3 separate regions of the Anas platyrhynchos genome follow, and all the other regions are linked to region 2. Evidence: chromatin contacts called from public Hi-C data. All regions are on one chromosome and are shown on one strand. Each heading gives the region's core, a stretch centred on a gene start, on an enhancer-like site or on the middle of the called end of the contact. The rest is flanking DNA. Distances are from core to core; before and after follow the strand shown. Region 1 overlaps VWF (von Willebrand factor). Region 2 holds the start of NOBOX (NOBOX oogenesis homeobox). Region 3 overlaps VWF (von Willebrand factor).

Region 1 (3,017 bases), core at 183-2,682, 200 kb after region 2:
CTTTACATGTTTTGTTAAATTGGTACACTACAGTCATTTCATAATTACGCATCTCCTTGGATTCTTACAGTTAACAGAGCAACCAACTAATCTCTCTTGTAGTCTTCTTGTTTTTCACAGTAATTTTTCTCACCCACTCCTACCACCAGTACAACAGTGATCAGGATATAAGATTATTAGATTTCTTTCTAACATTTTTTTTTCTTTCCACGCAGCACATGGAAACATGGATTCCCTCCAATGAGCCCTGCAAGATCTGCACATGTCTAGACAATAGGAGAGTAAACTGCACTCTCCGACCTTGCAATACTACCAAATGTAAGTTGGTCTAGATCTGAGTGTGACTAGACTTGAACTGATTTTTTTTTTTTTTTTTTACCTAGCATTTTAGTTCTTATCCAAGCTTATTTTGTGAACGTTTTTTTCTCGCTCCAGCTGTTCAGTGTGGTCCCTGTGAAGTTCCTCGTCTGCGCAGGGACCCCAGCCAGTGCTGCCCTGAATATGAGTGTGGTAGGTTCTCATAAACTGTTGGAATCTTCTTGGTATGTGTTTTTATCAGATGTTTCAAAGGTATAAAATCTGCATCTTTATTTAACACATACATATATATTTAAATTTTATAACTCACTGAATGACTGAGTTATCATCTGTGTGGAAAAAAAAGAAAAAAAGAAGAAACTCAAACTTGACTTTGCCCCTTTTTAAGAGATGAAGAAGGCAATAGAGAATTGTTTTTATTTTATTGTATTGTATTTTATTTTTTTCCAAAGTGACACACTAAAAGTGTATTTTTTTTTTCCAATTACCTATTTTTGTGTGATCTGTGTTTGCACATTAGGTACAAAATCAGAACTAGAATATTCATAACATACACTTGAATTGTTCCCTTAGCTATTTTTGAAAACAAACATTGACCTGCTGAAATCTAACTTACTTTGTATTTTAAGATAGCAATTGAGTGTAGGGAATAAATGAAATGGGGATGGACCTGCATGTGTATGTCTTTTCTAGAAGGCTAACTGGTCAGGCATGGTCTTGACCACTCCCTCAATTTCTCTTCTTAGTCTGTGATCTGGTTTCCTGTGATTTGCCTCCTGTCCCTGTCTGTGAGTCTGGCTCGCAGCTTGCACTGACCAACCCTGGAGAATGCAGACCAAATTATACATGTGGTAAGATATGTATATCTATATTTAGCCCTGGGTGATAGTGGAGCACTGCATTTGAACAACATGGACAACGTCCTTTATGCACTACATTTTCTCTCTGAAAGATTTTCTTTGGGAGCTAGTAGACATAAATGATTTCACAGACTTGAAAGAAAGTTATTGTTGGCCCTTTCTGAGTACACTGTTGAATTAAGGAAAAGATAAACACTGTACTCTTGGATATGTGTGCACTGACCCTTATGTTTATTTTATAAATCTTTCTGTATATGAGAGAAGATACAAATATGTGTTTGTCAGGATAGGAACTTCTGAACCTGCAGTACAATCTTTGACCTGGGTCTTTTATATCTGCATTACTTCTCAGTTTATTAAGCAGATGTATTACAGTTTGCAGTAGCAATTAGAGCCTTGCTGCCAGAGAACTGTCCTGTTCATTTGCAGTGCTCTGAAATGCTCTGTGCTTAACCTTTTTCTGCTAGCTTGTAACAGAGAAGCATGCAGCCTAGCTCAAAGACCTTTCTGTCCACCACATCGGGAGCTGACTGTTAAGAAGACAGAGTGCTGTGATAAATATGAGTGTACCTGCAGCTGTACTAACTCAACAGTGAGCTGCCCTCCTGGATATTTATCCAGATCTCTCACCAATGACTGTGGCTGCATATCTACTACCTGTGTTCCAGGAACGGTAAGCAGGATGAACAGATAAGATTATCTTTTGCATACGGGGGGACAACATCACAGTAAGAGCGTAGATAGATATAAACAAAAGACCAAACAGACTACCTGAAAATGATACATTTTTAATTTACATGTCTGAGAAAATTGCACCCTTGCAACATACTGTGCTTGTTTCATTAGTCATTTTATTCTGATGTTACCAACACATTTTTTGTGACTTTGAGATACTCAGATGATTATATCTATATGTAACCTTTTGTACTTCAAGGCTATTCAGACACTTGGAATTTCAGAGGTCATTCTGATATATTTATTTTTTTATTTATTGATAACATGTATGTGCTTTTGGATGAGTACAGTTACTGTATTTTAGAATTGCATACTTTCAATCCTATATTAACTTTATTGACATTTTTGGGACACGTTATACCTATACTCCTTGTGTGCCTTGATTACATTTGCCTCTACCTGATGAGGTATTGTATCTTGCATAAACTACATGGCCATTTTAATTTTTTTTTCCACATTAGTACCTAACTCTGTTAAAGCTTCACAAGGATGAATTTTTCCTAATTTTGCCAACTTTTTATTAAGTCATTATATTATGTTAACTTTCAAGGTAAGGTTGCTTAAGGAAAAGTTGCAGGGCAGTATAACCTGTTCACTAAAGCAACCTTACCTAGCAGCCTAATATAGGGTTACTCTGTTGTGCAGCTCAGGAGATCTAGGCTTTATTTTCTAAGCCTGAGTAGTTCATGACCTTGCATAAGTCATTTTATTTCTCCATGATCCATGATCATTTCTACATCTATAAAATTAACAGACATTCATGTCTTTAATAACGTGTTGTAAAATTTACTAATAGAGAGTGCAATATAAAAGATGGCACTGCTTTTGTGGTAGATGTGGTGGCCTAAGGATACAGGAATGAATGCTTGTAGCCCAAAGTAGTATCTTTCAGATTAGCAGATACAATTGGCAGAAGTTTTGTGTGTGTGGCTCCTTCTACAAGACTCTCTGTTTATCTTCTCTAAATGTTGTATCGCATTATACTTACAGTGAAACTGAGTCAGACCCTGGGTAATTCCACTGAATACAAATAAAAGTCTCCAATTCATTCTTTATAAAACAGCAGCTTCGGCTGTGCTTACTTTCCTTTCCTCAAAAGAGTGG
Region 2 (3,048 bases), core at 251-2,750:
TGTTGATCCATTCTGAAAGAAAGAAATGAAAACATTCTCTACAGTTCTCATTCTTCTTCAGAATGCTAGAAAAAGCTGACATTATAAGCAGAATTCAGTAAACAAACATAACATTGCTCAGAGAAAGGAACTTCCAAAGCGGTTTTTAATTTTTATCTTTGTGCTTTTATATAAAAAAAAATGATAAAACTAATCCCATCCACTCCACCACTCCAAGATCAGAGTTGTGTCTGGTCAGCTGAATGCCTCTAAGAAATTAAATGTCATTTTAGCTGCAATAACGTTCCAGCCAGCATGTCTTGTATTTCATGGCGGAACCAGGTGCACTGTAGTACTAATTGTGCTATCTTCAGAATGCTGGTGCACCTGCTTCATCTTACACTCATTTAACACAATGTAACAACACTCAAGTGAAAGCATCTGCAGATGCATGTCCCTGGATGCTAGAGTGAACCTTGTAACAAAAACAGGATGTATGGGAAAACGCACAGTAGGAGAATGACAGCATTAAGATACTGAGCCTATAACCAAGATGAAGATGAAGGATGCTTCATCATGGTGGAGCAGAACACAATTAAGTAAATCACATTCATTAAGCAAGGACTGTCTGTCTTATTTGCAGACATACAAATTGTGTTTGGAGCCAGCCCCACTTCACTCAGTGGTTAGAAAAGCTGAACATGGAAGATGCAAGAGAAGAAGGGTTGAGTTTTGGAACCACTGTCATCCATGCAAGTTACAGTACAGGTCTCTCCATCAGCTGCACAAGGCAGGAGAGAAATCAAATAAGACAGACTTGGTTCACTCCTCCCTTATGACTTGTGTTCTCACCTGCAAGTATGCAAAGCTGTTTTAAATTTTATCGGAGCTGATGACAACACTTGTAGTAACATGAGAGTACTAATTGCCTGGTATCACTGAGTTAGGAGCCTTGATTTTTATTTTTATTAAAAGACTTTTAAGTATGAACACGATGCAAGATGACAGCACCAAAAAAGTCAAGAAGTGCCACGTATTTCTTGTAAGCACCAGTTTATGGAGAATTAGAAGTATTTCAAAACAGCTACAACCAGAGCACACGAAAAACAAAGCTGTCTTGCTGCCAGCCCACAAGGGAAGATAATGAGGTTTATCTCATTCAGCGTGATCAGTTATACAAACCAATTTTGTAACATCTGGGTTCCAAATGCATGCCATTAGCGATATTTAAACCCGCTCCTCACGCAAACTTCGGGAGCGCAGTTTTTCAGGCGGCCTTTGACGAGCGTCTTCATCCACTGCCTCCCCTCGGGAGATGGCGCCTCAGAGGGCAAGCAGGCGCCAGCCCCAGCCGCCACCACGGGCCACCAGCGGCTCGCTGCCAGCCACGGCAGGGCTCTCCAGGCTGCCTCCCCTTTAGCTGCGGTGCCGCTGGGCGCTATCGCCCCACTCCTCCGCGGGGGGAGCTCGCCTTTGCCGCCCCCCCCATGCGGCTGAGGTAGGTCGGTCCGGCAGCCTGGACCACGCTGTGCCCAGGGACGGCTGGTGCCACAGGTGGCCTTGATGAGCCCGCTGGGGCTCGCCGCCATTTACCAGGCTGAGCCGAGCCGGGCCGGCCGCCGCCGAGCCGGCATGGATGGGGCGGGAGTGAAGGAAGAGCGGGTGTCCCAAAAGCTGGGTAAGGGTCGGGCCGCAGCAATGGGGCACTGGCTCTCCTCAATTTTGGGGGGGGGGGAGGCACCCGATAACGAGCCTAATGAGCAGCCCCGGCGGAGGATAACAACTCTGCCACTTCCCCCGGGCCGCTTTCTGTGCCCTGGGAGTGATGCCATTTTGGCTGGGGTGCCCCCAGTGTTTCGGGGGCAGTGAGCTGCTGCCAGATGGGCATCTGCATGGCCCTTGTCTCTGGGATTGTAAAAGTGAGAAGGCTGGGGCAGTTGGTCTTCCCTTCGTATCTTTATATATATTTGCTTCATATCCATAGTGGGGCTCCACTACTGCGGGATTTCTAGAGTGGTAGCACATCCCTCACCCACTGATTTTCATCTCTGAGCTTGCATGGCTCTATGAAGTTCATGTTTCTCCCTGTGTGTGTTCAGGTTGCTTTGTACCAAACATTCAAACCAACCTTCAAAGTCTTCCTGTCACCGTGCAAATGGCTACCTCATTTTAGTAACTTCTGAGAGTAGCTGTGAGGAGAAAAAGATGACTTTGCTTCCTGCTTCTGCACCTTCAGGCATTCCAAACTCTGTTAGTATGATTTTTCCAGCCAGTTAAAATCCCTTCTGTTTAAGATTATTTATCTGAAAATGGGACGACTGTTGTTCAGTCTAGTCTCTTGCAGTAACAATGACAAAAGAAAGGGTTGTGTTGGTAACTCCCTAGTTGTTGCCATGAAGGCTCTGTATTTATAAACTTTATTTTCATTTCAGATCTTTTCTTGGCAACACTAAGTTATATGTTGTCAGGCTTTCTCTTTTAGAAATAGAGGTAGCAATTTCTATTTCATGAAGGATTACTTCTGCGGGTGATGCAAAATCCCTGCTGTTGATCTGTCTACTGCAGACATAAGGGACACGCACATGACTTTGAAATGTGTTCTGTGATGTAAGCACATACAAGTAAAAAGCCTTCTTAAATCAGAACATGAAGCTGAAAATCCTATTTTTGTTTCAAGGTAGAGTTTGACAGAATGGATGATGTGAAAATACTAGCTTTCCTGCATAATGAGCAAGAGCAGGACTGAAACAAGTTCAAATACAGTAGGGAGGACAGTGGGAGAAGGAATTGTGTAAAACAGCCAGCTGTTGCCTTGCTCAGTTCTTGACCCTCCCCATTTGTATATTTCATCTCATTTAACTTGCTGCTTAACAAGATCAAATTATTACGGGTATGTAGTTTTCTGTCTCTTTCCTATACAACTAATTCAGTTGTCTAAATTCTGTAAAAAGGAAAATAGGAAGGTCTTGGAAACAGCCTGTTGTCCCTTCATACTTCCATCAACATTCACACAGCTGACTGGTTTTGTGAGGTTCTTACTTGACTTAACAATTGTTTAAGGAAAAAAAA
Region 3 (2,939 bases), core at 262-2,761, 130 kb after region 2:
TCCATTTGATAGGATCTGTACCTGTAGGGACAGTGGCTATAGCTTCTGCAAGCTGGATAGTATTTACTGCGAATGACAACAATACCAGTTTATATTAAACTGCTGCATGGTTTCATAATATTTTACCTAATTTATGTAAATGTTCAGATAGTGGAACAATAATGTAATAAAAATCCTTTTAAAAATGAGCAGGTCTGGAGGTTGAAAGAAAGTGCAGCGATAATGCACCATCGTTCTTTCTGTAATTGAACAAGTCAATTTTCACAATTAATCTTTAATAGTGCAGTGCTGCTTCCTCTTCTCTGTGCATTACAGAGCGCTTTATGCTCTCATAAAGTGACAATTTCCCTGATTGCAGATCCATCAGTCCCCATTAAATAATCCCGATGCTCCAGAAATCTCCTGTCACATGAAGGAGAACATACCCTCTTTTAATGGGCTGGAGATGTGAACGTGCAAGTTGCATAATTTGTGCTGATGGGGGTGCACTAAAAAAGTGCTCCATTTCTACATTGGTCAACTGAGATTCAGTTTTTCGGGAATGACTTGACAGAAATGGTTTGCTTGATTTGAAGTGGCAGGGAGGTAAGTCATTAGCATGGCACAGTATTTCTGCTTCCTATCAAGCTAACAAACACATTCATTTCCCACGTCTCTGAAATGATTTTTGTTTGATTAAGAGCTGACTCCTGCCCTTGCAGCCTACTGTGAATAACCAGTCGAGCCAGTCTTTTTGTGGTGTGTGGAAGGAGCAGATAGGCCGTAAAGTCAAGGTCTGTGTCACCAATGCACAGCATGCCTCTTGTGTGTGTGTATACATGTATGTATGTGTGTCTACATATGTATGTATGTATATAGTGTTTGGTGGCAAAGGAGAAGCAATAAACAATTCCCTAGATCTTTCTTCAGGTTTTAGGGACCTATTGATCATCCCAATATTTTCCCATATCTGGTGGGGGTAGGCTGATTGCTTATTTTGTTTGCATGGCTTCTGTGAGAGGATTTGTATGGTAGATCCTGGAGTGCTGGATCTGAGCAGCATTTGAGAATGATTGCATTGCATTGTGGGGCTCAGAATACCAGCTGGTGCTGATAGAGCAACTGTGTTAAGTCTGCCATGGTGAGTCTTTTTCCAGAGCCTCTGACCTAGATGTGACTGTTTTCATCTTGCACTACCCAAGAAACTGGTAAGGACTTATGTCTCTTTCACTCTGGGTTGAAAGCCTGTCCACAAGAAGCTGTATGAACAACCTCACAAACAGAAATTTTCCAATGATTTCCCACTATTTTGCATCTTATCCCCAGGATAGGCTGAGCTTTAGAGCACAGCATTGAACTATTGAGTTTTATAGCAGGCACCTCGCCTTTTCCTCTAATTTTCCTGGCAATAAGGGGATTTTTTTTTTTTTTTTTTCCAGTGATGGTGTTATTACAAAGTGTACAGACAGTAGTCCCCTCCCAGGTCAGTTGTCTTGCCCTTTTGCTGTTAAAAACAGATGCTGCTGAGAGGTGATGCAGTAGTGTGGTGGGACTTGGAATATGAATGTAGCCTTATGTAATTGAACCAGAAAACCAGAGGATGTTTTAAGTGTTAGGAAGTGCATGGGCAGGTAAGATGAGTTACAAAGCTTTAGCTAAAAAAGGGATCCACTGTAAACATGTCCTTGTAGGCAGGGAGTGTTACCACTAACTTGCACATGCCTTTAAAATGGTCTTCAGCCCTGACCTGTGCCTATTCAGTATTTGGTTTACCACAGAGACTATGTTCATGTAAGTGAGAAGCGCTGTTCAGTGAATAGCTGCCAAAGACTTCTATAACTGTGAGTGAACCTGTCATCTATTTATTTCTGAGTTAGAAGGTACTTACTCTGCCTACTGTGTCGATAAGCACATATGCATTTCTAGGTTTTGTGTTGTGAAAGGAAGATTAAATAGTTTGGACACAAGTCCCAAATCTGGGAGATCTCTGCTCTGAAAAAGGCTTCAAGTCACCTTTGATGCCTGTTGCCTGGATCCTCAAATTAGGGGTTTACAGTTTACACTCCCATGTCTGGATTACAAGGACCTCAATAAAGTTGGGAGGGGATGTTGGTGCAACCACACCTCTCTACAGTAAATAGGAGTAATTCTTCATTTCAGAAGAATTTTGTGAATGTAAACATTAGGCATTTGATAGCATGTTAATCTTGCTTTGTGATCTTCAGTGTTACTTCTGCTCTGCCTTCAGCTGTGTAAGGTTGCAGGGTTTTAGCCTTGCTATATTTTTTTCTTTTACTGCCATCGCTGCTACATTTCCTGGGGATTTGTGATCACAGAACAGGGGGGCAGGAATTATTGTATTGTTCTGCAGGGATGACAGGAGAAAGAGCTGCCTTGGTTTGAAACCTTCATGTTGGATTTTGCACAATACAAATGTGCCTACTTTTGTTTGCAGCTGCTTTCCTCACTCCACTGAACATCCTACTTCATAATCTTATGACCCTGGCCATTTGCTCTGGAAGGTTACTACAAACACGATAGGTTTTGTAAATCCTGGTTAATAGGAGGCCTGTGAAAAGCCCATGGTAATAGTAACCTGTTTTCTCATCTTTTGAAATGTGTTGTCATAACTGCCACCTAGTGCTGATGCTGGTGTATGCAGAGGAGCTTCCCTCAAAATTAGTGCTGTAGAATTGAGTTAAACCTTTATAAACAAAGAATCCAGTATGCCTCCAAAGCCATAATGAGGTCTCCATAAAAATGAATTCATCATCAAAAACCATTAGTTTCCAAGGTTTGGCTCCACAATCACTAAGTGACTTTGTTATTTGCACCTGTTTCCACAAACCCCTGAGAGCTGGGTTGTGAGGCTTTGTACTGTTGTAGTACAAAAGCAGACATACATTTCTAATTATTTTGACCAAACTGTTTCTGACTATATTGAAAAGGAAGAGAAGTGT

What was found. Hi-C and Micro-C count contacts between places; a contact is called where the count stands out from the background.
Region 1: a Hi-C map of liver shows a contact between it and region 2, with 4 times the contacts expected there. The contact joins the enhancer-like site here to the promoter of NOBOX in region 2. A contact is called at or near these places in 2 of 8 Hi-C or Micro-C datasets (liver and subcutaneous adipose tissue).
Region 3: a contact with region 2 is called in a Hi-C map of skeletal muscle, with 2.4 times the contacts expected there. The contact joins the enhancer-like site here to the promoter of NOBOX in region 2. A contact is called at or near these places in 6 of 8 Hi-C or Micro-C datasets (F1 follicle, F5 follicle, liver and 3 more).

Annotation. Positions count from the first base shown.
Region 1 is chr1:78,165,454-78,168,470 of IASCAAS_PekinDuck_T2T, forward strand. It overlaps VWF (von Willebrand factor), which reads left to right. Exons shown (of 52, transcript XM_005012640.6): 39 at 216-318; 40 at 436-510; 41 at 1,065-1,169; 42 at 1,646-1,851. Among named protein-coding and RNA genes, the nearest start is that of ANO2, 38 kb to the right of the region's middle. Within about 2 kb of position 1,433, at least 3 of the 8 cell types and tissues checked have an H3K27ac peak or open chromatin away from gene starts, as enhancers often do.
Region 2 is chr1:77,961,212-77,964,259 of IASCAAS_PekinDuck_T2T, forward strand. It overlaps NOBOX (NOBOX oogenesis homeobox), which reads left to right and starts at 1,501. Exons shown (of 8, transcript XM_027449927.3): 1 at 1,501-1,657. The coding sequence starts at 1,543.
Region 3 is chr1:78,091,755-78,094,693 of IASCAAS_PekinDuck_T2T, forward strand. The region is part of intron 15 of VWF (von Willebrand factor); the gene reads left to right. Among named protein-coding and RNA genes, the nearest start is that of VWF, 45 kb to the left of the region's middle. Within about 2 kb of position 1,512, at least 1 of the 8 cell types and tissues checked has an H3K27ac peak or open chromatin away from gene starts, as enhancers often do. A contact at or near this core is called in subcutaneous adipose tissue, where this site is marked.